6 separate regions of the Mus musculus genome follow, and all the other regions are linked to region 6. The links are chromatin contacts, called in public Hi-C and Micro-C maps. All regions are on one chromosome and are shown on one strand. Each heading gives the region's core, a stretch centred on a gene start, on an enhancer-like site or on the middle of the called end of the contact. The rest is flanking DNA. Distances are from core to core; before and after follow the strand shown. Region 1 holds the start of Pax9 (paired box 9). Region 2 holds the start of Nkx2-1 (NK2 homeobox 1). Region 3 holds the start of Foxa1 (forkhead box A1). Region 4 holds the start of Nkx2-9 (NK2 homeobox 9). Region 5 holds the start of Foxg1 (forkhead box G1). Region 6 holds the start of Npas3 (neuronal PAS domain protein 3).

Region 1 (4,469 bases), core at 438-2,937, 3.4 Mb after region 6:
ACTCCGGGTTGATGTAGCTAGATTCTCATTAGGACACCACATCTTGCTAGTCCACACGGGCTGGGGCACTATCTCTGTACACCAGTTCAGAAGGGTGTGAAATACTCAGTGGGTGCACGGAAGTAGAGCAAAGAGCACACTCAGAGAACACTTCTTGCCCGTGAGGATGAAGGTTCCTCATCACGGAGCAGAGCACAGTATCTTCTGTGAGCAAGTCTCAGGCGAAGTTCTGATCTCCACTCAGTCTCTGAGTTGCAAGTAATTTATACTATAGCATGGGGCTGGGGGTGCTTCTGAAATCTTGGCTTTCCTTGTTATAAAGCACCTGACTACGCAATACAAGTATTGAGCGGAGACAAGGATGAAACCACAAAGTCGAGCCTTGAAATGACTTTGAACATCTGAAACCAACAAATAAAGGGGGGGGGGGGCTATGTTCAAGTATTTCTATTTGTGAAGCCTCATTGTGGAAATACCTGACTGCAATAAAAGACATTTGAAGTAATCTTTCAATCCTTAACTTGATTGTAACTTGAATTCAGGGTGCACACCCACCACAGAAGCAGATGCCTGGAGATCAATGGTCAGCTCCAAGACTGATTACTAGACGTCCTGGGCTCTTGTCATTTACTGGTGAACATCGGGATTCCTCTGATTTCTTTGTGTGCAGAACCTTCGGGAGAGTGCGCGCATCACCTACATCCTGGATATGTGTTAAAGAGAGGGCTGTTGTGATGGAGACGAAGTAATATCATCCACTTTCCGGTGTCACACAAATACCCGAATCCATTCACAATGCTTCTCTTCCTTATTTCGTCCACATACGTCACAACCTTGTCTCCATAAAGAAATGCATTTCTCTGTCCCAAACTCTTCTATCCGTTTCGGATTTGGGTGAATGAAAGTGAAAAATCCCCAGGTAGGCAGAACCACACAGCATCTGTGGTAGCTAAGCTGAAGTCGCGGGGAATTACATACAGATGCTCAGAGGCAGTGTCAGCGGGTACCTCCTTGGGGCTGACTTTCATATTTAAAATCAAACCTTTCAAGGTGGCTCTATGGTGTTGAGAACCCTGGCAAATTCTTACACACGGAAACCAGGACCCTGGGTGAGTGATGCAAGGGGGTGGGATGGGATGGACGTGGCCACTGCCACCAGCGCTCCGGGGATCAACCCTCCTTCCCCGTGGACGTCCTGTGCTCCTCTTTAGTCTGGTTTTTTAATTTTTTTTTCCTCACTGCACCTGGCCTCTGCTAGGATCCTGCTTGACTGAGGTTTAGCCCCTCACTGCTGGACTAACCACTTCGGGCGGGGTACGGGAAGGAGTCTCTTGTCCTTACACCTCAAGCGCCTCCTCCACTCGACTTCTCCCCATCCTGAGTGAACTGGAAGGAGATAGAATTTGTGGACAAGATTCTGACAGTCCCCAAAGGTCAGCATGACAGGTAGTTCTCAGTCATCCCTTAAGGGTCGTGCCACTTGTTCTCTGAGAGCTCTAACCTCCAACTTTAATTTGACAAATTCATCTCTTCCCCAAAAGGTGTCCTCGGTCTCTACCCACTTAAAGTTATTCAAACCGAGACCAAAGCTTCTGTTCGCTTATTCAGCATTTTTATCAGCTTGATTTTGCACTCTGTTTGCGGCGCCCCTGGGAAGACGTCAAACACTCTTATTCATTGTATTTAGTCACCCAGGTGCGGAGCCAGCCAGAAACAGACGGCGGAAGGAGTTTCCCGGACTGAGCTGTCACTCACCGGCCTGCACCAATTACAACGCAGATTGCTCGCGGGCCCACCTCTTTTGGGGTGTGTCACAAGTGAGTGATAGACTGAGCCGCCCGGCCCTGCTCAGCCCAGCCCACGTTGCTGCTTAGATTGAAATGCAGAACTCAAGCCTCTTTCAGCCCGGCACAGACTTCCTTTTACTCTTTCCTTTGGCACTCTTGTCGCCTCCTCCCGGGAAGAAGCCAAGGCACCCTCGGCTTGGAGCAGCGACAGGCCGGCTCAGTGAGAACAAGAAAAAAGTTTCTTTCTGGGAGTGCGGAACTGGGGCCGGGTTGGTGTACTGCTCAGAGCAATGGGTGAGTGGCTGATGGGGGACGTTGTCAGATCCGAGGAGGGAGGGAGCGAGCAGGCGAGGGCTAGAGGGAGGGAGCTGAGGCGCGCCACCGCGCTGTATTGACTCAGACTGCGTCCGTCGAGCTGTAAGCACCCTCCAAGGGTCAGTGGCGGAAAGGGTTCTGTGAGAGCCACTGGGTGACAATTGATGCCATTTTGCGATTTAAGGGAAGAGGGCCGTGGCATTGGCGAATCTCGCAGCTCCAGTGTCAATCCAAGTTTTGTTGCACACGTGTTTACACTTGCAAGCAAAACAGAACAAAAACACCCCCCCCCCAGCTTTCTCTGGACTGCGTCTAACCCCGCAGAAGGGAGGGGTAAGGCGGTGGAAGGGAGCAAGGGCCGAGTGTTTTGGTACCAGGCAGGCAAAGAGGGGCGCGCTGGAGCCTCAGAACCGATTTCCCCGCCTGCTTCGGAGAGTTTTAAGTGTCCGGAGTTGCCCTGGGTCTCTCTTCTTGTTTGTTGTTGGGAATCGCAAAGTAGGAGCGAGGTCTGGCCGCAGCTTGTTTTGAGACGTTTGGCTCAGGCCGGAACAGTCTGGTTTCGGGGCAACCCCAGTCCTTATAGAAGGGTGTCATAACCCTGCCCCTGGACGCTCTTGGAGGCCGAGTGGCAGGCGGCTGTCCCAAGCAGTTGGTGCGCGTTGTGGCGCGCTCTGTGCTCCTTTTGCAGAGCCAGCCTTCGGGGAGGTGAACCAGCTGGGAGGAGTGTTCGTGAACGGAAGGCCGCTGCCCAACGCCATTCGGCTTCGCATCGTGGAATTAGCCCAACTGGGCATCCGACCTTGTGACATCAGCCGCCAGCTACGGGTCTCGCACGGCTGCGTCAGCAAGATCCTGGCGCGCTACAACGAGACCGGTTCGATTTTGCCGGGAGCTATTGGGGGGAGCAAGCCCCGGGTCACCACCCCTACTGTGGTGAAACACATCCGGACTTACAAGCAGAGGGACCCAGGCATCTTCGCTTGGGAGATCCGGGACCGCCTGCTGGCGGATGGCGTGTGCGACAAGTACAACGTGCCCTCGGTGAGTTCCATCAGCCGTATTCTGCGCAACAAGATCGGCAACTTGGCCCAGCAGGGTCATTACGACTCATACAAGCAGCACCAGCCCGCGCCGCAGCCCGCGCTGCCCTACAACCACATTTACTCATATCCCAGTCCCATCACGGCGGCAGCAGCTAAGGTGCCTACACCACCTGGGGTGCCGGCCATCCCCGGATCGGTGGCCTTGCCGCGCACCTGGCCCTCCTCTCACTCCGTCACGGACATTCTGGGCATCCGCTCCATCACCGACCAAGGTAAGGAGCTCAGAGGCAGTGTGCAGAGCGGAGTGGGTTCCTGCACGCGTTCGGGAACCCCAGTACCTTCGGCCTCTAGCGAGTGTCTATCCCACCACCTGTGGCTCTTTTCTTTTGGAAACCTAAGGAGTCTTCCCAGGGGGTGTCCTGATCTCATTAACTTGAAACTCTTGCCCCTCTGTTTCCTTGCCACACACAGTCTCCAGCCTCATCTCAAACTACCAGACCCATAACATACCCCCCCCCCCAAACACATGGTTCGCATTTTCCACCCTCCCCCGCCTCTCGCGCACTCAGCCTCAGCCGGGCTAGACTGTTTGGAGAGCGCAGCCTGGCGATTTGGGGAGCACAAGAGGAGGCCCTAGCAGGCTTGGGGCTGCGGGTTGTAGGTAGCCACTGTCGGCAGCTTGCTCACGAGTCAGATGCCGCAGCTACGAGTCCCCGCACACTCTGGAAATTGTATTATTATTCTCGGATTCTGGCAATCAGGGCAAATTTGCTCAGGCAGGAAGTTCAAATGTCACCTAATTGGTTTCATTCTTATGCTTCACTTCATTTTCCTCGGAAACGGAGGTCTCGGTCTCTCTCTCTCTCTCTCTCTCTCTCTCTCTCTCTCTCTCTCTCTCTCTCCCCTTACCTCCCACCCACCTCCCTTAACAGACGTTAATTATCAACCCAGTAGTTGAGGTGACAATTGCTAGGTGATTCGCTGTTGTCCATTCGGCTGCTGTCTCTGGTTCCCCCCAGCCTCCTGCTTTCCTTAGGGTCCTCGGGAACTAGGAAACGCTAGTGGTTGCGTGCCCCTTTCCTGCAAAGTTTCCAGCAGTGTTTTTTTCCTTTTCTGTGCCGGAACCTTGCTCTGTCCTGGACGTCTGTTGTGATTGTTCAGAAAGATCTCGGAGTGTTCTGTACCATACAGTCCGGCTTTCCCGGGCGACTTGAGTTTGTTTTCTTTTTTATTGTACTGTTAAAGATAAAATTTAAAAGACATTAGGTTCTTTCTTGGTATAGGGAGAAAAAGAAAGTTAAAATGTTTTATTCGCCTTATTGCC
Region 2 (3,932 bases), core at 251-2,750, 3.3 Mb after region 6:
GTCAAGATTTTTAGGTCTCAAAGAGAGAAAGAAGGAGAGAGGGAGAGAGAGAGAGAGAGAGAGAGAGAGAGAGAGAGAGAGAGAGAGAGAGAACCAAAGCATTACTTTCCCCCTCCCTTGGACACCCCCACCCCCATTTTTGTGGGGTGCCTGTGGCGCGCGAGGAAAAGGCGGGGGGGGGGGAAGGAGGAGGGAACCGAGAGCGGGAGGGCCAGAGGTGGGGTAGAGAATAACCTAAGGGGAGGGATGGAAAGGAGAACGGAAGGTGAATACTGCTTTGCAACCAACTTGGGGAGTTACAAAGTGGAACCGCGGTCCAATTTGGTCGGGGTTCCGAGGTCAGGGGCTGGCCTTTGGGGGAGAAGGGGGCTGAGGAGCAGGGAGCGGGATTTCACCTGAGCCTGCCGGGGCTGCTCCTCCCTCCCGCTGCGGCCTCCCAGCCCCGCGCCTTCCCACCGCCTCCGGACCACATCGGGCTTCGCTGCGCTGAGCCCCAGTCACCACCAAAAGAGTGTGCGAGTCTGGGGATGAACCCTGGGGCTGCACTGTTGGTCTATGTGTCTGTCAGTCTGTCTGCTTCTTCTGCCGCCGCCGTCAGAGGGACACCTCTGCTCCCCGCCCCCTTTCCCCTTACCCGAGAGAATCCCAGCGGGCGGAGGGGGAGCTGAGTAAGGGAACGACTGCCTCCGGGAGGCTGTCACCGATCCCCGCGCCACCCCCCACCAAGCTCCTGGCTCCCTAGCGGACCAGCCCCCCCAGCCCACCCCACCCCGCCGCTCCCTTTCTCCACCCCTTTTGCCGGCCCAGGCAAGTACACCGCTGGCCCTCTGAGCTACGAGGCTAAGGGTGCGGGGGATTAACAGGAGAGTCCACCACGGAAGTTGCCCCATCTCGAACAAACCTGGTGCCCCTGACCCTTGCCCATGGCCTGGATACTTCGGCTTCAGAAGCTGATGCTGTCTTTCCGAGGACATCCCAGTCCCAGCACCCCAGCTCAGATCCCCGCAGTTTTCCCTTCCGATGCTTCAGTGAAAGCCCGGGCGGGGAGCCGCGTGAGCGCCCGCAGATCCGTTGCAGAGTGGAACTGAGTCTGAACCCGGGTGGAACTCGTTGTCCGGGAGGAGGCGAATATCTCGACGCCCGCAGCCCAGCGGGCGGGAGGCTGGGCTGAGGCTCGCCTCCTCCCGGAGCTCAGCCATGCAAAAGTGCACTTGCTTCCCCGGGAATAACCAAATATCTTTGTCTAAAGTGGCGGCGTAAATGGCCGGTCGCTTTGTGGCCACGCTGGATATTAGTAGATGAGGATCATTCTGCTTCAATTGGGCGCCTCTCATCCGGCTAGGAAGAAACTGCTTAGGAGGAAGTGGGTTTCCTGTCTGAGCGTTCCCAGGCTTCAAGTGTGAGCCCCGCGCCTTGAGGGTCCTTGGGCGCCTGGCAAGGGGGAGCTGTGGGCTGTGCTCCCTAGCGGGCCCGGGGGCGTCAGCCTCATTGCTGTTACCAGGTCAGGATCAGCAGCTAAGTGGGTTACCCAGCCAAGCCCTGCATGGCACAGATTTGGAGACCACCTCCGTTTTTTTTTTTTTCTCCTTGGAATTTAAGCGTTTTCGTTATTGTTTGTTTTTGTTTTGGCTTTGCTTGTCTGCTGTTCGAGCTTTCTTGGAGCGCTAGAGGCTGGGAGGGCGGAGTGCTTCCTGGCCCGGCAGGTGCCTCCTAGACACTTCGGCGGCCAGTCAAGGAGGCTTCTTGATTTTGGTTTTTGTTTTCACATTTTCTTTCCCCTCCTTGTAGTGAGGGAGCTCCCGATAATGAACAAGCAGTTTTGAACTACTTAATTCAGCAGGGTAGGCTCCTTTCCATTAATAGCAATTATAGTATGGAAAGTTGTTTTATTTGCTTTTTAAGATCTCTCCTTGAAGAGTGCTCTCTACTCCCTCAACACAAAGCCGACGACTAAACTAACATTAGCTTTCCTCACCACCTACCTCCATCGTGAAGGGAAGGAAGGCTCTGGGCATCAGCGGGCCTCCCATCTGGGCCCGCATTTTCGAACCGCCCCCGAGGTGGCTTTGAAGCAGGGAACCCCGACTTTAAGCGGCCAGGTGCGTTGTGTCTCTGTAGCTAAGGACAAGTGGAAAGCAGAGCTCTGCGCTCTCCTTTCCCAGGGACTTCTCTGGGGGGCGCTCTCAAGATGAGCTACAGCACTTTGGTCTACAGTGTCGAGAGTGCAGGGAGGGGAAGCCACGCTAGATCAAGTGAACGGCAGAAAGGGCAGGCAAAGCATAATGCAGACCTAGTCTGAAGGCGCGACCCAGATCTGCTAGCATTGGGAACGGGATCGTCTTAGGAAGTCCCTGGTCCTCCGTCTCCATTTAACCCCGTTATTTTATAATTGTTGGTGGTCATAGGAACACCAAGGGTAGAGTGTCATTTGTCTCTCCCGGTTTTAGTGCCACTTACAGAAGGAGGTAATTCTTCAGAAGGTTTTTTGGTGAGATTTAAGCAAAATCAGGCACATCAAAACACGCCCAAAGCTTTGAGGGAAGAAAATTAAGCTCACTAACAAGGTCGATATTTCTGTGTCTGTGGTTAATATCAAATCCATTGCTTCTTCGGGGGGCCTGTTAGTCTGGAGTGAAAGGTTTGTTCAATCTTCTACAGTCTCTGAGCCGTGCAGCCCGGACCTTCAAAAACACCAGCAGGTGGCCAGTTTGGGAGAATGTACACAAGCTGCATCTTAGCCCTACTGTAACTAGGGGCCCCCATCCCCAGCCGCACAGCACTAGGTGAGGGGCTGAGCTTCAGTCAGAGTTCGAGGGGAGTGATGCCTGGCAACCCCCATGCTTTACCCTGAAGGGGAGGGGAACTGGACTGAGCTTCAAACTTCTCCTGCTGGCACCAATGCCAACAGCTCCCATCTAGAACTGGGGGTGAGGGGCTCTGTTGCACTCTGTGACTTGAACCAAATGAACTTCCCATACTTCTGCCCCTTCATAAACATCCACCATTCTGGATTATTTCCCATGAGCACTGACATCCACAAGAGTAAGCCAGAATTCTCAAGAGCCTTTGGGGGCCTGGGGGGGGTGTTGGGTGGGTGGGTGGGGAGCCACCTATTTATCTCTGAACTCATCCATGCAAAGATCTTGAGAATTCTCACCAGGTTAGTCTTTCTGACTAGAGAGCATGCTGCCTCTCTGACTCATCTTGAACAGGACCCACTCGGGTTAAACCAGAGATATTTTTTTCCCCTCTTGTAGCTGTGGATTAATTCTTAAAAACCTAGTCCACCCCTCATGGCTGGTGCCTCCTGCGCTGTCAGTAGACTGGCCTTGTGGCTAGCAGGACAGAGCTCAGCCCTCATAAGGTTATTCCCTGGTTCAGCCCCAAGGGTCCTCTTTAATCTCACTAGTTAGGAATCAAAGGGCTGCAGAGACTCAGGCTTCACCAGAAGAAGAGCAGAGTAACCATTAGTCTTTGCAGCAGTGTAGCAGAGGGACACTTCCTTCTTCCCCTCCAGTGTCTCTTTGAAAGCTCACTGGTAGAACGCTAGAGAGAGGATGTCCAAACCAGATCTACCACTTGCCACCTACACCTCAGCTTGCTTACTTCCAACTCCCATGAAACCCTTCACATCTGCCAAGGGCACTAGATGTGCTTCTTCTAATGCTGCAAAGTTCAAAATGTTATCTTACAATTCATGATTCACTTAGCAACTACTCTTGGAACCCATGCTGTATCCGATATTTGGTAGGCTAGGTCAGAGTATTTAGCCATTAACGACCTATCTATGGCCGGTCTCCACCTGAAGCTTCCATATTAGCACTAGATCACTGCAGTGATGTATAATTACTTTGTAACAAGCATTGAGAAAGGGGGCGTGTCCCAGTGAAGTTTTGTGTCCTGGATTAGCTAGGTTAGTGCTGGGGGACTTG
Region 3 (4,238 bases), core at 1,684-4,183, 4.3 Mb after region 6:
CATGCCAGCCACAGCACCGGGACTCAGGCCGGCCCCTAAGCCCGTGTTGGCGTAGGACATGTTGAAGGAAGCCGGGGTCATGTTGCCGCTCGTGGTCATGGTGTTCATGGTCATGTAGGTGTTCATGGAGTTCATAGAGCCCAGGCCGGAGTTCATGTTGCTGACAGGGACAGAGGAGTAGGCCTGGAGCGGAGACAGCGAGGGAAGAGGCCCCGAAGGGCGGGGTTAGTAGTGTGCCCCAGAGTTTGGCTGGCCCAGGGTGAGCCCGGGGCGAGCTAACAGCATTTCTGCAAAGCTCCGGAACTCCCCAGCCAGGGCAAACTGTTAGGCGCCTTTTCCTGACCACGCAAAGATGGCTTACATAGCGGGGGCGTGGGGGAGAATCCTAGCGCTGCAAGCAGGAAAGATTAATGCTCACAGAAAATATGTCCCCGGGAAGATGCATAATCGCCTTACAAGCCTGGATCAGGGGCTGGCTTTTAAGGTCCCTTCATTTCATCCACGGCAGGCTAGATCCAAGGATCCAATCCCAGACCAGCCTAGACAACTTGCCTTTTGGCCCGGTCAATTTTGAAATTCCGAAAATAGAATTTATGTCGGAGCCCCTGCTTCTTCACTTCACCCACACAGGCCTGCTTGAGTGATCAACCGGGTACCAGCTAGACACCCACCCTGTGGAGGGCTGGCAGGCACCGCTGATCGCACATCGGGATGCATCGTGCTGGCTGCTGTTAAACTCTCACCCATATTGGCCTATTTGTCAATATGACCCTCCCTCCGTCCCAATTACTCATCTCCCAGCAACTGGCTTTGTCTTAAGAGTTGGTGCCAAAGATGACTTTCTGTTATTATATTTAGAAATGTTTTCCACCTACTTGTAACAATGATAGTATTTTAAAAAAGAAGCAAACTTATCAGTTAAATAAAGTTCTGGGAAAAAAAATAAAATGAAAAAAAAAAAAAAGCTGCACACCAGAACAACGCGGTGCATACAATTAACTTTAGCGTGACTTTGCATGTATAGCTCTTCACGCTATACAAAACCTCGCGTTAATTCTGTTACCTGTTTGTAGTCCTCTGGCAATTGAAAACTTTGGTAACACAATTCACACACACACACACACACACACACACACACACACACACACACACACACACACCCTGTAACCGATAGTTGCTGCTGCTCACACCAAAGCCTAGGCTTTAGAGCTATAGTTCGGACCAACTTAAAATTCCCAAGTGAAACTCTACTTGCTTTCTCTTAATGCTATTCTGCTTCCTAATTCTCAGCTTTGAGATGTAAGAAAGCTCTTTCTATGGGGGTCTTCTCTGGTGGGCCGAGGTGATTGCATCAAAATTAAACTCCTGAAAGTGGTCTGAGCGCCTACTAAAAGTTATCGGTAAGCGAAATCTCCATCCGTAGCAGTCGAGATAATAACTAGGTGGCTAAAAAACAAGAGTCCTGACGTATAACTGCTTATTTGGTAATCTAACAGAAAATATTGACGTCCTTAAATTTATGTTCATCAGCAAATGTAACTCCATGTGAAACTATAAGAGATGAATAGATTTCAAAAAGAAGACTCAAAAAAGAGATGGTTCCCAAAGAAACACAGAAACGAATAAATAAATCGCCGCGAAGGTCTTTTCGGACTCTGTACTTTTCTGTACAGATCTTAAAGTACTTTGGGATTTATTTCTAGTCCTCTCTCCAAGATCGCACGAGGCTTTCTCGGTAAGCGCTTTCGATAACGGTAATTACACTTTTGAAGGTAATCGGCAGCTGTTTCTAGAAAATACTTTCAATAGGTAGTGGCCCTGCCTGTACCTGATTCTCCTCGCAATGCTTTTGTGCACAATGTAAAATAAACCCAGTGAACATGCCACCAAGGGGACAATGAAGAGAAACAGGTTCTTGGCCCCGAGTTCTGGAAAAAGATTCTGTTCGCACTAGCGCCACCCAGCGGTCCTAGAGACGAACGAATAGACACTTTTCTACAAATGGCTTTTGAAGAATTAAGTTTTATAAAATTTAGAAATCATTCTTTACGAAAAACTCCAACTTCTGCAACAGATCATTTTTATCCAAAGACGTCGGCTAATTACATGGTGTGACCGAGAGGCCTCCCGGTAAGCGAGCACCGACTCTCTCAGTTATTCTTTACTCAAGCCAGAGCCCGCCTGCCCGCCCGCGGCTCCCGGGGCTGGGCTCCAGCCCCGGCTCTCTAGCGGGCAAAGACAAGTGCTTCCCTTCCGGAGCCCGTGTTTTCAAAGCCCAGAGTTTCCCAAAACTCTCCGCTGGTTGCAAGCGCCAGGACCCAGCGGGCAGCGGGCTGATCGAGAGGTCGGGTGGGGGCCACACTGGAAGCCGCGCCTCGGGCGAGCCGCCCCCACCCCGCCCGCCCCAGTCCGGGCAGGAGCCCACCTCGCCTGAGTCTCCCCGGACACCGACTCTGGGGACGCCCCACCGCCTCCCCGCCTCTCACCTCCTGCGTGTCCGCGTAGTAGCTGTTCCAGTCGTTGCTCTCATGCCCTTCCATCTTCACAGTCCCTAACATCCTGGAGCCAGCCCGGCCGACACAACCATCCAACCCTGTGCGGAGCGACGGGCGGGTGCGCTGCTCGGGGCGGGGGAGGGGCGCGGAGCCGCTGCGGTCACCGGAGCGCTCGAGGGCCCAGCGCCACCCGGGCGAGGAGGAAGCCCGGCGCTGCGGGGCGCGGCGTGCGCGGCGGCGGCGGCGCGGCGCGGCGGGAGGGGGCAGCGCCGGGGACAGGAGGCGGCCGCGGAGCGCGGCGCCCGGCAGCGCCTCCGCGGGAAGTGAGCGGGCGGCCTGTGCGAAGCGAGTGCAGTTGAGCTGATGTGGATCTTACGTCGCCGGAGTGCCCACCTCCTCGTCCTCTCCCCATTTGTCCGCCGCACAAAGACGCTCGCACCTACAAAGCCCGAGGTGCACCTGTGAGGCGGCCGCCCGCCAGTCCAGCCGCCGCGCCTCCCGCCCCGCCGCGCCAGCGCCGCGCGCCCCCCGCGCCCCTCCCGCCATCCCCTCCCCCAAACCTGGCCCTCACTTTGTTTACAAAGCAGTATAATTGGTTTAAGCCTCGCGGCTAGGGAAAGAGGAAAATAGGGCGGGTGTGTGTGTGACCCCCTTTGGAAAAGGAAAAAAAGAGAAAGAAAAGAAAAGGAAAAAAAAGAAGAAAAGGAAAAATAGGCGGTGCCTTGGAGGACAGGCCAGGGCTCTGGACCCAAAGAGCTGTGCTGCGGGAGAAGGACCTGGGTGGTGGCATCAGAGCTACAGCGCAAGGATCGTGCTCGCTGAATGACCCCGAGTTCCCTCCTAGAGGTGCTCACCACCCCCTGGACCTTACTACGACTCCGCTCTTGGTCCACTTGGCTCCTTTGCTCCCCTCATCCTGATTCTTGACCCAAAGTTCAACCCTGGAAGACTACCCCTACTTCCCGGCCTTCGGGGCTTGGAGAGGGGAAAAGCCCCACTTTTGCCTCGTCACTAGAAACCCAGTCATCTGAGTCAGCCGAGCAAAGTGACGTTAGGCCGACCTGGGCTCCTGGCGAGCAGAACGGAGGCGCTGCCACGAAACTCGTACCTGCGGCTAAGAGCAGGTGAGTCACAGCACCGTTTTATATTTTTATGACATAACTTTTTTTTTCCGCCTCAGTCCACTCCACTCCCCTTGTCAACTGCAGCGATCAGAAAGAGGAAGAAACTGCGCGCAGATGTTTGTGTGATAAGGCAGGCGGATCCTAGTCAAGCCTGCCTCTCTGCCGGGCTCCTCCTCCTCCTCCTCCCCCCCTTCTACAGCCTCTGGGACCAAGCTAGAGGCGACCGTCTGGTTTCTGATAGAGAAAGGTCAGGGGGAGGGGACATCTTCCTAAACACCGGCATAAACTGGGAGTGTATGGGCCTGGGTGCTGGAACGCATCTGCCACGCTAAATGAGGTGCCAGCCTGAAGCTGGAGTCAGCCCACAGAGGTGCCTGGTCGTCTCTGAGCTGGAAGAGCAGGGCTAGGCTATCAGACTCTCAAAAGGTCCTGGGTAGATGGGGAAAATTCTCCCCCACTCAAAGTCTCTCGCTTTCTTCCAGTTCTTCATAGTTAGTGGCTTGCCCTCGTATCCAGCGGAAAGAGACTAACCAAAGAGATTAGGCTAGACAGAGTGTGTGATAGGTTTGGAGAAGGTGCTTACCCCCCCCCCCATTGACTGCAAGTGTTCGTGAAAATG
Region 4 (4,387 bases), core at 919-3,418, 3.4 Mb after region 6:
TCAGTCTTGGAGCCAGAGACTAAAGAATCTCCAGCTTCACTCTGCAGAGCTACCCAGATCGCCTCCGTTGCCTCTCCTACTCCCTTTCCTCCCAAAGTCTTGTTGGGACTTTATTCTGACCTACAGTATAAACCGGGGATGGGTCTCAGTGTAAATGGTCTTTCCACCTCCAGCCAAGGGAAACCAGTTTCCATCCCTTTAGTGGTAGGAGCGCCAGCGACCCAACCCTCCACAGTATAATCTAGCGCAACAAGTCAAGGGGAAAACACTCTATTTCTTTTTTAAAAATAAGTTGCTTCATACAAGTCGCTATTTTAAAATATACAAATAATGCTCAAGAAATAAAATCTTGCTCTGGGACTGGCGCCCGGGCAACCATTCCGAGTCTTGGAGACAGTCCCTTGTGTGTGTGTGTGTGTGTGTGTGTGTGTGTGTGTGTGTGTGTGTGTGTGTGTTTGCCGGTTAGGGCAATCCAGGGACCCAGGACTCAAGAAGGGCTCCTGCAAGGGTCACCTCCTGACTTTGGTGTGGCTGTAGCTCTACTGCGGCGGACCAAACAGCAATGTCCCAAGTCTAGGGTGGCTTTAGGCACTCCGCAGCAGCCTCACCAGTTCCAGGAGACCAGAGCTGGTGGTGCTAAGTGCTGGTAGGCTGGGAAGAGGCCAAGCGCCGAGCCCGGTCCGAAGGCGGTGTAGCCTGGCACCGGACACGCAGTGGCCAGGCGTGCGCTGCACTTGTCCTGGGGCACCGCAGAGGTCCCCTCACCTCTGCCGTTGTTGCTCGGTGGCCGGTCGTGAACCAGCACGGGTACCACTACGCGGCGCAGCAGGCCGGGAGCGGCGTGCAGATCAGATGATGCTGCCATATCCGAAGGCTCTGTGATCCCAGGCGCTCGCCCTCGCTTCAGCTTGTAGCGGTGGTTCTGGAACCAGATCTTGACCTGCGTGGGCGTGAGGCGCAGGAGTCGAGCCAGCTGTTCCCGCTCCGGCGCCGACAGGTAGCGCTGCTGCCGAAAGCGCCGCTCCAACTCCAAGGTCTGGGCCTTGGAGAACAGCACCCGCCGCTTCCTCCTCTTCTCCGGGTCGGAGCCGGGGGACTCCCGCCTGAGCGAAGCCAGCTGCGACGAGTCTGCAGGGCTTGTCTCCAGGCCGCTCTCGTCCGAGGCTGGGAACCACAAAGCAAAGCAGACGTCGCCTGGTGAGAGGCCAGCCTCTACGGGTGTCTGGGACCTGTCTCCCACCCTCGTCTCCACCTGGAGTCCCAATTCTCTTGCTCCGGGCTTTGCGACCCATTTGCTTTGCTGTATTCACTTCTGGGTACCCACGTTCCCTACTCTTACCTCAACCATACTACAAGAGTAATCGGCAGACCTGAGATGATGCCCCAGAGAAACCCACCCTGGGGTCCTCTTAAAGGAATCGCAACAGTAACTGAGCTGGCAGACTAGTTTCCCACAAGCTGAGTCACCCATACCGGCCACCTCTGATTTGAAGTTTGCAAAGCCCTGGGACACAAAAGGAAGGTTTCAAATCTTTAAATATCCCGGTCTTTTCGGATCGCCAGACACCAAAACCACTACCTTCCTCAGCAGTCCAGGACCAAGATCTACTCTCAGGATGTGTGGACTCAGACGCACCACCTGTCTGTTTGAGGACCACAGAGCTTCGCGCTTGCTCTAGGGTCGAAGGAACCTGATTCTGGGTTGGGAATCTCCACTCTCCATCCCTGACCCCAGAGGCTTGGCTGGGTCCCTCCTCCGCACTCCCCACCCCCGGCCGCAGTCCTGGCTCACTCACACAGGTAGTGGCTGCACTCCGACTCCAGCCAGGCAGCAGTCTGTGGAACGCACGTCTGTTGCTCGCGCCTCACCCTAGGCTTCGCATCCTGTTCAGGTAAATTCAGGAGGCTGCGCACCGTGAAGCCGAGGCGTCCAGAGGTGGCCATGGCCGAGGAGGGGAAGAAGGTGGGGGGCAGGGTAGGCTAGGGACCCAGGGACAGCTGGGGACGCCGCTCCTAAGGATGGAAGTGCGAGGCGCTCGCCATGCGCTGGCCTTGAGACGCCAGCACCTTTGCGGGAGGAATCCCTATTTATATTAACAGCCCTTGCTACTCGGAGGGCTTTGAAAACCGCAGTCGGGGTGTCCAGGGTTTTAAGTACCTGAATGAGTGCTGGAGCGAAGCCGGGGCAAGTCCGGAAGGTGCCATCTCCGCCCCCCCTTCCCCCGCCTCCCGCTCCGCCCCGCCCGGCACCCGCCCCCTCTGCAAGACTACCTCCCAGAGGTCGCAGGAAGCTGGCCTGGTATTAGCGATTGTCTGATTAGACCAAAGTGGGGACAGATAATGGGGATTGTTACCAGTGAATAACATCTTGGGTGGCGAACAGTGACCATGGTCCTCCCAACTGAGCCCCAGCTTCCTTCTCCTCTCAGGCTGACGTGGGGCCTGGGCTGGGTGGTAGAGCTGGGGAGGGTGGAGCGACTTTATTATTCCTTGTTTGTTTTTCCCCGGAGCTTCCCTGCTGGAATGGTAGTTTCTCATAATTATTTGGAAAGTGATTTATAACTACGTTAAACTGGCGCACTTTTTTTTTTTTTTTGGTAGCATTCCTTAGATATCAGAGGATGGCCTGGTCTTTCCAGATGTCTAGGGCACAGATTTTGCAGGAGCCTACATACACACACACACACACACACACACACACACACACACACTCACCACACACAGTCTGAAAGGTCTGGAAGCCTGTGGGAGAGCTTGGGACCTGTGTCTGTCTCCTCAGGCCAACAAAACAGCCAACATCCAGGTCCCGAAATGTCCATCCTGGTCTGGCATCTATGGACCCTGAGTCTGGGACTCTGGCTGAGCTCCTCCATTCGAGGACCCAAGGGAGGTAGCAGATTTTAGGGTGGCCTACCAAAGCTTCCTTGGTATTGTCACTAGGGCTTCGTCCCTGCCCTTCATCTCCCAAGTCGGTGCCAGTTAGCAGCATAGGAAGGGACAGTGAGCGGTCTGCATTACTCACTGCTCACAGTGTAGCAGACCACACCACAGCTGCCCCGTCTGACATAGAATGGGCGGATAGGCAGAATTAGCAACAGGCCTGCCCAAAAGAAATGTGCCTGGCAGGAGATGTCTCCCAGATCCTCTAGTCACCAAGGGAACACAGATAAAATGATCCACGTGGAAGGCGGGTGAAGGAGGTAGGAGAGGGCAGAATCCGGCAGCAGCAGGCACATTCTGTTGGCCTTTCTAGTCTTCCTCTGGCTCCAGTCTAGCGCTAGAGTGCGGTCTCAGAAGCCTTTTTCTATCCAGCTAGTTATTTGGGTACCTGGTTTCTAAATTTCAGGGATGAGAGCTACATTTGGGTAGCCGCATCTGAAAACCGGGCTTTGCTGAGGCTGAATTCGAACCTGACAAGGGCGTGGCGCCCCCACCCTCACCCCCCCTCCCGCCTCACCCAGCCTGCGTCCACCCCCAGCTGCAGTCCTACCAAGCGTGCCTAAAGTGGCCGGTGGTACCGCGCGCTGGGTGGTCGGGCGGAGGCTAGCCCACTACAGGCCAACTGCTAGGCCACAAACAAAGGGGAAATGGAGCTGGGACGCCCGGACCTGTTGGAAGCATTTGTTCCAGCAAAGATTTTGCATTTGTTCAGTCCGGAATAATGCGTGATTGATGTCTGCTCACAATGCGCTTTAGCTCCCTGGGATAAATCGGAGCTTGTCCGGTGTTGTCATGGTTTTCAATGGGATTCAATGGGATTGGGAGATCGATCGACTCTGCTGGCTGTCTTTCTGTGGTCCTGGCAATAGATTTATTAGTTATGTCTTTTTAAATGAGATTAAATTGAAATGACTGTGCTGACCTCTATGCAGAAAAAACTCCTGCGGGAGCCAGAGGTTTGGCGGGAGGTGGTAGAGTTTTAGAGAAGCCTAAGCGTAGATTCCCAGACTCTGTGAACTTGGAAGCTGTGCCAGGTGAAGCCGCTCCGGCCTGGAAACCTGTGCATCCTCTGCCTCTGGCAAAATGGACAATCTTGAGATTCTCTCTCTCCGATCTACCTCCCCCCCCCCCCCCCGCTCCTGCTTTCTCCCAAGACGAATAGATTTGGTAATTTCTCAGACTATTAGTTTCTGACTTTCATTCCCTCTCGATTTTCTCTGACCTATCTATGCTGGGATTCATCGTCTGTAGACTCTGATCCACCTTGCAGGACATTCCAGGAGTCTATGTGTTAACTTTTCAGTTTGTGAAGGACTCTCCAGATGACTGTGGCCCCGCATTTAACAATTTTAGGAAGAAGCAGGATAGGCAATGTACAAGTCTTCCTTGGGATGATTGACCTCTCTTAGCCTTTTAATCTATTTAACATTCTAAAACCACACTGATG
Region 5 (3,881 bases), core at 602-3,101, 3.9 Mb before region 6:
ACCTTACTTTGCCTGCTAATTTCTTCCACGGGGTAACAAAACAATACACACTTAGCTTTAACCTAAGAAGCACCTCAAAACATTAAAAATTCATCAGTCAGAGCTGGTGTTGTATTCAAGGAACAACTCCTCCAGTTCACTGCTGAGCTCAGATTTGAATAAAATGTCCAATGTTAACAAACAATACCCACGTTTGGCACTTTGTGTATTAAATTGATCAAACAGATTTTAGGAGACACAATGCACAATTTGTACAGACCTGATTGAGTTAATATAATATCAGCAAATTTTACATCGAAATGATTCTGTTTCTTTTCTTTGTGTTTAAAACCAGCACAGATTACAAATTTTAATGATCTGAAAATGTTTGGTATACAAAATCATGCTTATTTCAGTATTAGCAAAAACACAAGAAATTTTTCAACACAAACACCCAGCTGTGTCTATTTTAAAAGCAGTTCAATGACAGCTTGCACTTATGAGCATGCAATCAGCTAATTTCGCTTTTTTTTCTTCTGTGTTAATCAACACTTTCCTTCCTGCATATCAGAGTACAAATAGTATAGTTACTCCACATCAGTAAATGTTTACGTAACCTGTCCTTTCCCAAGAATCCGGTTACACCGAATCATTTCACGCTAGACCGACTACGAAAACGTACCGGGCCGTCCACCTCTGAGGGAGCCCCGGGAGCCATTATAAGCGGTGGTGAGAAGGGGGGCTGGGGGATGGGGAGGAGTAGGTGGAGGAGTGAAGGGGAGAGGAAAGGAGGGAGGGAGAAGGGGTGGGTTAGTGAAAGGGGAAGAAGGGAGAGGGGAGGAGGAAGGAAGGCAAGCGCATTGAGGAACCACCAGGGAAAATGGGCCTGAGGAGGAGAAAAGAGTGGGAAGGGAAATGAACAAGACAACCCAGGCTCACAGATCTCTCTAGCTAGGTTGGCAAAGCTCATCACGTCGCCAGGCTCCGTGAGAAACCCCAAGCCTAGAAATCAACCTTTGGCACCAATGTGTTTTGCAAAGCTGATTGCTAGAACCCTGGCCTTTTCCGTCATGCATAGCTTGTTTTAAAGTCAGCGGATATGTAGGAAGAGATCCAAGCAGTGGAAGGATATTTGGGGACAAATAATCAAAGATCTCTTACAACACTCCAATAGATATAAAATTTGCTAGCTATTTGTAATTGTGGATAATTTTCGCTAGCGTTTCCCTCTCTTTCCCTCCCCTCTTTCTGCGCCCCATTTCAAATTTGGGGGGTGAGAACATCAGAATAACTCCCTATTATTTTGAGTATTGCATGTTTCTGGTAGATTTTAGTACCACACATAGGCCCTGTTTTTTCTCCTTCCTTTTTTTTTTTTATATCAAGACTGAGAGATCATTTAGCTAAGAGCTCATCAAAATGAATGCTGGCATGGGTAGAGTATTTTACCTTAAAGAGGAGGGGAAAGATACTCGTGACCTATGTGTCTCCACCTCCCTCTCCTCTCTGGCTACGGCCTCTGCTTACAACGTGGCGCGCTTTGAGCCAGTGAGGATTTGTGATCTGTGTGCTCCGCACTAAATTCCAATCCCTGGGAAATGCTGGGCCTTGGCCCTGGCCCTGGCCGCGATCTTTTTAAAGGCCTTGAATTACAAGCTACCCACTCGTTTCAACCTCCCCACCAAACCATCCCCCAAACCCCAGAAGCTAGGACTGTCAAATCCACCTTCCTTGGGCTCCCCAGAGCATTCCAGCAGCATCCAAGAAGGGTAAGAGCTGATTTCGCCCTACTGGTGTTTCAAGATTGAGGTTTTAAAGAGATAAAGTATTTGTGAAATGGGAAAAAGGAGCAAACATAGGATTTAAAAAAAAAAAAAACGGAAGTAGACGCCCACTCATATTTTCTTCAATGTCAAGCAAAATGAAAATATTTCCAGGATGATCGATCGCGGCTACCGGCTTCCAGTACTGCCTAGAAGCTGAAGAGGAGGTGGAGTGCCCGAGGAGACAACTGCCACCGGGTCACCCGCGCGTGAGCGCGACTCTGGGAGTGAAGCGAGACGGAGGGAGAACACACGTGTTACCTGCTTTATTTCGGGACTGTTTGGGTCTGTGCTCGCCCGGGGCAGCTCTCCGCCCGCCCGCCCGCGTGCGTGGAAGGCCTCCACAGAACGCACCCACCGCTCAGCCGCCCCCGCTCGCCGCCCTCAGCCCAGCTTCACAGCCGAGCTCGCCGCGGGCCGCAGGAAGCTGTAAGTACCGGCCTGGCCGTGGCCGCCCCCGCCCCACCTTCCAGGCCCCGTTCCCCCGATGCCCGGCTCTCCGGAGCTTGCTGGCCCGCTCGCTCCCAGGGCGCTGCCGGGGCCGCCGCGTCCCCAGGGTTCACGCCCTCTCCCGCACCCTCGCAGCTCGCCCCTCCGCCGCGCCCCCCGCCCCGCTCTTCCAGACAAAATTGGATACAAACTTTAATCAATAAGGATAAATATTGACGCGCAAAGGAAAATAATCCCATACAGGGAGGAGGCCACAGTCGAGCGGCCGCGGCCCGGGGCGCACGCCCCACGCTAATCCTGGCCGGGTGGGCGATCTCCCGCCGGTCCCCGCGGCTCCAGGCCTGGGCCCCGCCACCCGGAGGGGGCGGTGAGCGGGGGGCGGGGCCGGGGCGGGGCGGGGATGGGCGGGCCCTGGGCCCCCGATTGGTCGACGGCTAGCCAGACGCTCCTGCACGCCGGCGGCACTGATTGGTTCGGCAGTAGGAAAGGTTAAACCAAAAATTTTTTTACAGCCCTAGTGTGCGCCTGTAGCTCGGAAAATTAATTGTGGCTATAGCTGCCTCGATCGCTGTCTCCTAGCCTCGCTGCGGCCGCTCCGGGACGCGCCCGCCCGCCGCCCGGCTCTCCCCCCCTTCGGGCTGCCGCTGCTGCTGCTGTGACTGCTGCGGCGCGAGGAGGAGGAGGCAGCGGGGGAGGGGGAGGCCGGGCGCGGAACGGAGCGGGGCGCTGCACCCCGGGCGACGGGTTGCTTCTGCCTCTAGCCTCCCTCTCTCTCTCTCTCTCTCTCTCTCTCTCTCTCTCTCTCTCTCTCTCTCTCTCTCTCTATCTCCTCTCCCTCTCTCTCTCTCTCTCCCTCTCTCTTTCTCTCTCTAATTCTTGAGGGGTGGTTGCAGCTTTTGCTACATGCCTTGCCAGCGCCGGAGCCTGCGGTCCAACTGCGCTGCTGCCGGAGCGCTCAGTGCCGCCTCCGCTGCCCGCTCCCCCCGCGCCCCACTCCGAACCCGCTGGTCGCCCGCCGCGCTGCTGCCCGGCTCCCGTGCCGCCGCCGCCGCCGCCGCCGCCCCCCGACGCCTGGGTGATGCTGGACATGGGAGATAGGAAAGAGGTGAAAATGATTCCCAAGTCCTCGTTCAGCATCAACAGCCTGGTCCCCGAGGCCGTCCAGAACGACAACCACCACGCGAGCCACGGCCACCACAACAGCCACCACCCCCAGCATCACCATCATCATCACCACCACCACCACCCGCCGCCGCCCGCGCCCCAGCCGCCTCCACCGCCGCCCCAGCAGCAGCAGCAGCAGCCGCCCCCGGCCCCGCAGCCCCCGCAGGCGCGCGGCGCCCCAGCAGCCGACGACGACAAGGGTCCCCAGCCGCTCCTGCTCCCGCCCTCCACCGCCCTGGACGGGGCCAAGGCTGACGCACTTGGAGCCAAAGGCGAGCCGGGCGGCGGGCCGGCGGAGCTGGCGCCCGTCGGGCCGGACGAGAAGGAGAAGGGCGCGGGCGCCGGGGGGGAGGAGAAGAAAGGGGCGGGCGAGGGCGGCAAGGACGGGGAGGGGGGCAAGGAGGGCGACAAGAAGAACGGCAAGTACGAGAAGCCGCCGTTCAGCTACAACGCGCTCATCATGAT
Region 6 (4,114 bases), core at 295-2,794:
TCTGTCACTCTACACCTCGGCAACTTCAGGCCAGTGGGTCCTGTCTCACTGGATCATGGTGGCCCACTGTTTCCCAGGCTCAAAGGGTTAAGCAGGAGCCTGACCGGGAGAAGCGCGATTGGCCCTGGGTCACGGCGGCGTGGAGGTCACAGTTAACTTGGGCTTGTTTGGAGGGTACAGCGACTGCCCTAGCCCTTCAGCTGCAGTGCCCAGGCCCTGAGTGCCAGATGGGAAGAGGGTACCAGAATGGGAAACCACCACTCCCCACCACCACCCAGCCGCAGCAGTAGCAGCAGCAGTTGCAGGAGTAGCAGCAGCAGCAGCAGCAGCCGCTAAGCTGGGCAGGGGCTTTGAGTGTGGGACATTAGCAGAGCTCTGTGTCCCTCAAGGGCTGCATCCGCCTGCTTCTCGCATCTCTGCTCCTGCTCACCAGCCAGAAGACAGGGGGAAAAGTGGGCAACCCGGGTCCTGGGGAGGGATGGAGGGAAACAATCAACTCCCACTCCCCCAACCCTAGCTCAGTGAAACCCAGTGCAAGTCTCACTAAAAAGGCGCATCCAAACTGTAAGGATCTCTCTTCACCCCCTAATGAAAGGCAGGCGTCACAATGTGAAGTAACAGGAAGGCGCGAGGAAATAAATGCACGTGTTTTCTCTTTTTGTTTCCTTGGTGTTTGGAATTCGCAGAGTTCTTTTCAATTGTGGCTACTAATTTATTCGTTTCCTCGGTCAAAGGGGGGCGTTAAGAGATGGATCATAGCGCAAACTAAGATCTAGCTGAGACCCCACCTCACAAGTTTCCCAAGACCAACTCTTCCGCTCACCAGGAGCGGGAAGAGCCCTTTCTTTTAAGCGACCCAAACTCTCCATTGTACAAAAGCGCCAACCCCCCGCCCCGCACTCCGTCGCCTTTGCAAACCACCTCTCCTAGATAACTATCAAGTTCTCCAGGAACCCAACTTGCGCTTGGTCACATTCGCTCTGCTTAATGTGGAGAATAGTGTCAAAGAGGGGTCCAGGCTGAAACGGGAGGCTCTGACGCCCCATTCCTACACCCGCGGGCTGGGATCCTGGTTTCTGGCAGCCTCGGAAGGCTGAAGCCAGCCCGGATGGTGGTTATTTCTCCAGAGAAAGGAGGAGAAAGAGCGCACCACAATCTTGCACTTTGGGTCGGAAGTGCGCGGTGTGTGTGTGTGTGTGTGTGTGTGTGTGTGTGTGTGTGTGTGTAGAAGAGGGAGGGAAAACGCACCCTCCACTGCTCGTTATTCCCTTGCACCGGCCAAGCGCTCGCCAAGCCTCCCGGTGCATCCTTCCTCCTTCACCCCCTCCTCCTCTCAGCTGGGCTCGCGCGGCGCTGCTGGAGCAGCCAGTGAAAGCAACATCCTGGAAAGAGGGGGGAGCAACAGTGCCCCCCAAAAGGGAGAAAAGGCCCCACCCTGACACGTTTTGCTGTTTGCAAGTCCCTCGCACACCCCCCGCACCTCCTCCTCGCCACCCCCCCCCACCTCAGCCCGCTGCGCGCACATCAAAGCGCCTCTCCGCCGCGCACAGTGGCCGCGGCTCACTAATGGGATTGCAGGCTGGTGCCTGGCTCCGCTGCTGCCGCCGCTCGCGCCGCTGCTGCCGCCGCCGCCCGAACCCGAGCCCGAGCCCCCGCCAGCCCGAGCCCAGAGCAGCCGCGCCTGGGGCTCCAAGCCGCGGCGATGATCCGAATCTTTCCGGATTTCAGCGTGCAGGTGACGGCCGCGGCGGCCGGCGGGGCAGCCGCTGGGGTACCGGCCGGTGCGGGCATGGGGAGGGCCGGCGCCGCGGCCAACGGCACCCCGCAGAACGTCCAGGGCATCACCTCCTACCAGCAGCGGTGAGTAGTCCCGTCCGAGCTGGGATAGTGCCCCCGTCTCGGGTACTGGGGTGGGACTCACTTTGCTCTTGTTTTGTGCCTTACAACACACATGCACCTCGTCAGGGCTTACTTTGCCTGCCCCTGTGCTATAGAAGGAGGGGGGGGGGGATACACAATCCGAATTGAAAAGCACTCTAGTGCACTGGCGAAGTGAAGTCATCCTTTGCCCTCTGCCAGGCCCCGAACGTTGAGCCTCAGCCCCGAGTAGCCAGAGAGTTCCAGTCAAGTCTGAGACGCTGCAGGAGATGCTTTTGCAAAGTTTGGGCTTCCTGCCCCCTTTCAGCAAAATGTTCTCAATGCCTCCGCGGGTGCGAATCCGCGCTGACGGACAGCCAGGGGAGCAATTGATCATCGGAGGCTGATTGATCATTTGTTTCCAAATAGGACAGAGACGATTTTCATGTGCAGAGATAGACTTGCGTTTCTACCTAATAGTGTGAGATCCTGTCACCTGTTACTACAGGGAATACAACGTGAAATCCGAATCTCTTAGGCGCTGTTAACTATCTTAAACGCATTATGATGCAAATGGATGGGATTCCGAGATCCAAGTTAGGAAGCAAATTTTACAAAAGTTAGGCTTGGTGGTGAAAGGGAAGTTTTAATATAGAAATTGTTTTTAGTTTTCTAAAGATAGTCTCTAGATTCAAAATAATTGTCATTAAAACACTGAGCAACCTTTGATTGAGGAAGGAAATAAAGAGAAATTTACCATCAACAGCTTTCTAACCCTAAAGTTTTCCCTTTAAGGATAACTTTCGATGTTCTAAGATTTTATTGAAAATGGGATTCACAAAATCGCTATGAGAAAAACTAACAATATAATCAAAAAGGTAAACTCTCTATTCATGAGGCTCAATTTTATGGTAGATGGAAGAAAAAAAAGCACATGAGAGTGTGAAATTAAATATTTGTGTTTCCCAGATTGTACACGATTAAACATCTGAGAGATTTGCCAATGGCATTTAACTTAAAATATACATAATGCATAATTCAAATTCCCATTTTACCTCATCTTTGAAACTTCATTGATTTGAGAGCCTTTGGTTTGAAACAATAGTATTTAAACTGCAAAGGTTACAGTAATCTGTCATTGCTATGTTTTGTGCCTTCTAACCAATGGCCCAGTGACCAGATTTTGCCTAACACAGTATTTTCCAAGTTCATGTAATTGCAAATATTCTGTAGAAGACTTCATTACATGCTCTGCTTATTGTCAAAAGTTTTAAAAAGAAGTCGTGGAAATAACTCTAAAGGGGCAAATCTTTGTCAGACACATATTTTTTATTAAATTATTTTAGTCATGTTTTACTCAAGCGATTACAAGAACCTTTAACAAAAAAGATCTGGGCATCTTTCAAAAGCAGAACACCAGTAAAGAATTCAGTTTCCCCATTTCATGGTTCAGGTATGGGTTTTTTTTTTTTTTTTTTTGTCTTTTATAAAACATTTAAATGACAATAGGATCTGGCGGTCACTTTAACTAGGAAGTGTAGGCAATAGTGACAATAGTGTGGTCTCTGAGGAAGAGATTCAAGGGTCAGAAATGTCACATGGCCTTTGGACAATTCCAGGGACCTCCAGGAACTTGAGCTGACCCAAAAGATGTAAATTGGGCATAAGGAGCTGTCGTGAATCTCCCGCTTTTAGGGTTTTTCCCCCTCAGCATTGGCATTGTCCTTTAGAAGAAAAAGATGATTTGGGGGTTCAGGAGTATCCAGGGGAAGTCATCCCCCCACTTCACCCCCAAGCACCTGCCTCAACACTTCCCTTTAAAGGTTCCTGTTGGGTTTCAGGCCACTTGTTAAACCTCAACCCACTGGTCTTCTAAAGACAGGGGTGAAAAACAAAACAAAACAAAACAAAAACAAAAACCCACCAAACCCTCTAAACTTTCTCCTTTGGAGTGAATTATGGCTTCCTTTGATTTAAGTGTTCTCTCATACTGACAAGGTAAGATGATAGTAGTGAAATGCAGTTTTCTTCCCATGGTGTTACTCAGATCTCCTGACACCTGTTACTGTCTTTAATTTTAGTTAATTTGGGGGCAGAAGAGTTGGGCAAGAAGATTATTGGCAGGTGTTGGAGGTAAGGTCTAAGCCAGGAGTCTCCTTTCGTAGTTCACCAGCACTAGGAGTCACCAGGACTGGCTTCGGGGCTCTGAGGAGTAGATTTAATTTCCTCCCGGAGACCTGGACGTTTTGCTAAAAAG

The links. A called contact is a pair of places that touch in the nucleus more often than the background predicts.
Region 1: a contact with region 6 is called in a Micro-C map of embryonic stem cells, with 14 times the contacts expected there. The contact joins the promoter of Pax9 here to the promoter of Npas3 in region 6. A contact is called at or near these places in 1 of 39 promoter capture datasets (embryonic stem cells), 4 of 484 Hi-C or Micro-C datasets (B cells and embryonic stem cells) and 1 of 115 datasets of contacts at active chromatin or transcription factors (embryonic stem cells).
Region 2: a contact with region 6 is called in a Micro-C map of embryonic stem cells, with 17 times the contacts expected there. The contact joins the promoter of Nkx2-1 here to the promoter of Npas3 in region 6. A contact is called at or near these places in 4 of 39 promoter capture datasets (cranial neural crest and embryonic stem cells) and 6 of 484 Hi-C or Micro-C datasets (all in embryonic stem cells).
Region 3: a contact with region 6 is called in a Micro-C map of embryonic stem cells, with 12 times the contacts expected there. The contact joins the promoter of Foxa1 here to the promoter of Npas3 in region 6. A contact is called at or near these places in 2 of 39 promoter capture datasets (both in embryonic stem cells) and 7 of 484 Hi-C or Micro-C datasets (LSK cells, embryonic stem cells and epiblasts).
Region 4: a contact with region 6 is called in a Micro-C map of embryonic stem cells, with 9 times the contacts expected there. The contact joins the promoter of Nkx2-9 here to the promoter of Npas3 in region 6. A contact is called at or near these places in 1 of 39 promoter capture datasets (embryonic stem cells) and 2 of 484 Hi-C or Micro-C datasets (both in embryonic stem cells).
Region 5: a contact with region 6 is called in a Hi-C map of embryonic stem cells, with 22 times the contacts expected there. The contact joins the promoter of Foxg1 here to the promoter of Npas3 in region 6. A contact is called at or near these places in 3 of 39 promoter capture datasets (cranial neural crest, embryonic stem cells and maxillary cranial neural crest) and 14 of 484 Hi-C or Micro-C datasets (embryonic stem cells, epiblasts and stem cell-derived epiblast-like cells).

The regions. Positions count from the first base shown.
Region 1 is chr12:56,693,784-56,698,252 of GRCm38.p6, forward strand. It overlaps Pax9 (paired box 9), which reads left to right and starts at 1,688. Exons shown (of 4, transcript NM_011041.3): 1 at 1,688-2,081; 2 at 2,791-3,417. The coding sequence starts at 2,078. It overlaps Gm15524 (a long non-coding RNA gene), which reads right to left and starts at 984. Exons shown (of 3, transcript XR_003950120.1): 1 at 1-984.
Region 2 is chr12:56,535,408-56,539,339 of GRCm38.p6, forward strand. It overlaps Nkx2-1 (NK2 homeobox 1), which reads right to left and starts at 1,501. Exons shown (of 3, transcript NM_009385.3): 1 at 902-1,501. It overlaps Gm26973 (a long non-coding RNA gene), which reads left to right and starts at 1,783. Exons shown (of 6, transcript XR_872771.2): 1 at 1,783-2,099.
Region 3 is chr12:57,543,178-57,547,415 of GRCm38.p6, forward strand. It overlaps Foxa1 (forkhead box A1), which reads right to left and starts at 2,934. Exons shown (of 2, transcript NM_008259.4): 1 at 2,487-2,934; 2 at 1-183. The coding sequence starts at 2,558. It also overlaps a transcript of Ttc6 not described here.
Region 4 is chr12:56,611,116-56,615,502 of GRCm38.p6, forward strand. It overlaps Nkx2-9 (NK2 homeobox 9), which reads right to left and starts at 2,169. Exons shown (of 2, transcript NM_008701.2): 1 at 1,797-2,169; 2 at 278-1,164. The coding sequence starts at 1,944. The coding sequence ends at 605. The region is part of intron 3 of Gm26973 (a long non-coding RNA gene); the gene reads left to right.
Region 5 is chr12:49,381,156-49,385,036 of GRCm38.p6, forward strand. Foxg1 (forkhead box G1) reads left to right here and starts at 1,852. Exons shown (of 2, transcript NM_008241.2): 1 at 1,852-2,231; 2 at 3,146-3,881. The coding sequence starts at 3,331. It overlaps Gm34304 (predicted gene, 34304), which reads right to left and starts at 673. Exons shown (of 2, transcript NR_168648.1): 1 at 662-673.
Region 6 is chr12:53,246,888-53,251,001 of GRCm38.p6, forward strand. It overlaps Npas3 (neuronal PAS domain protein 3), which reads left to right and starts at 1,545. Exons shown (of 12, transcript NM_001370962.1): 1 at 1,545-1,860. The coding sequence starts at 1,703.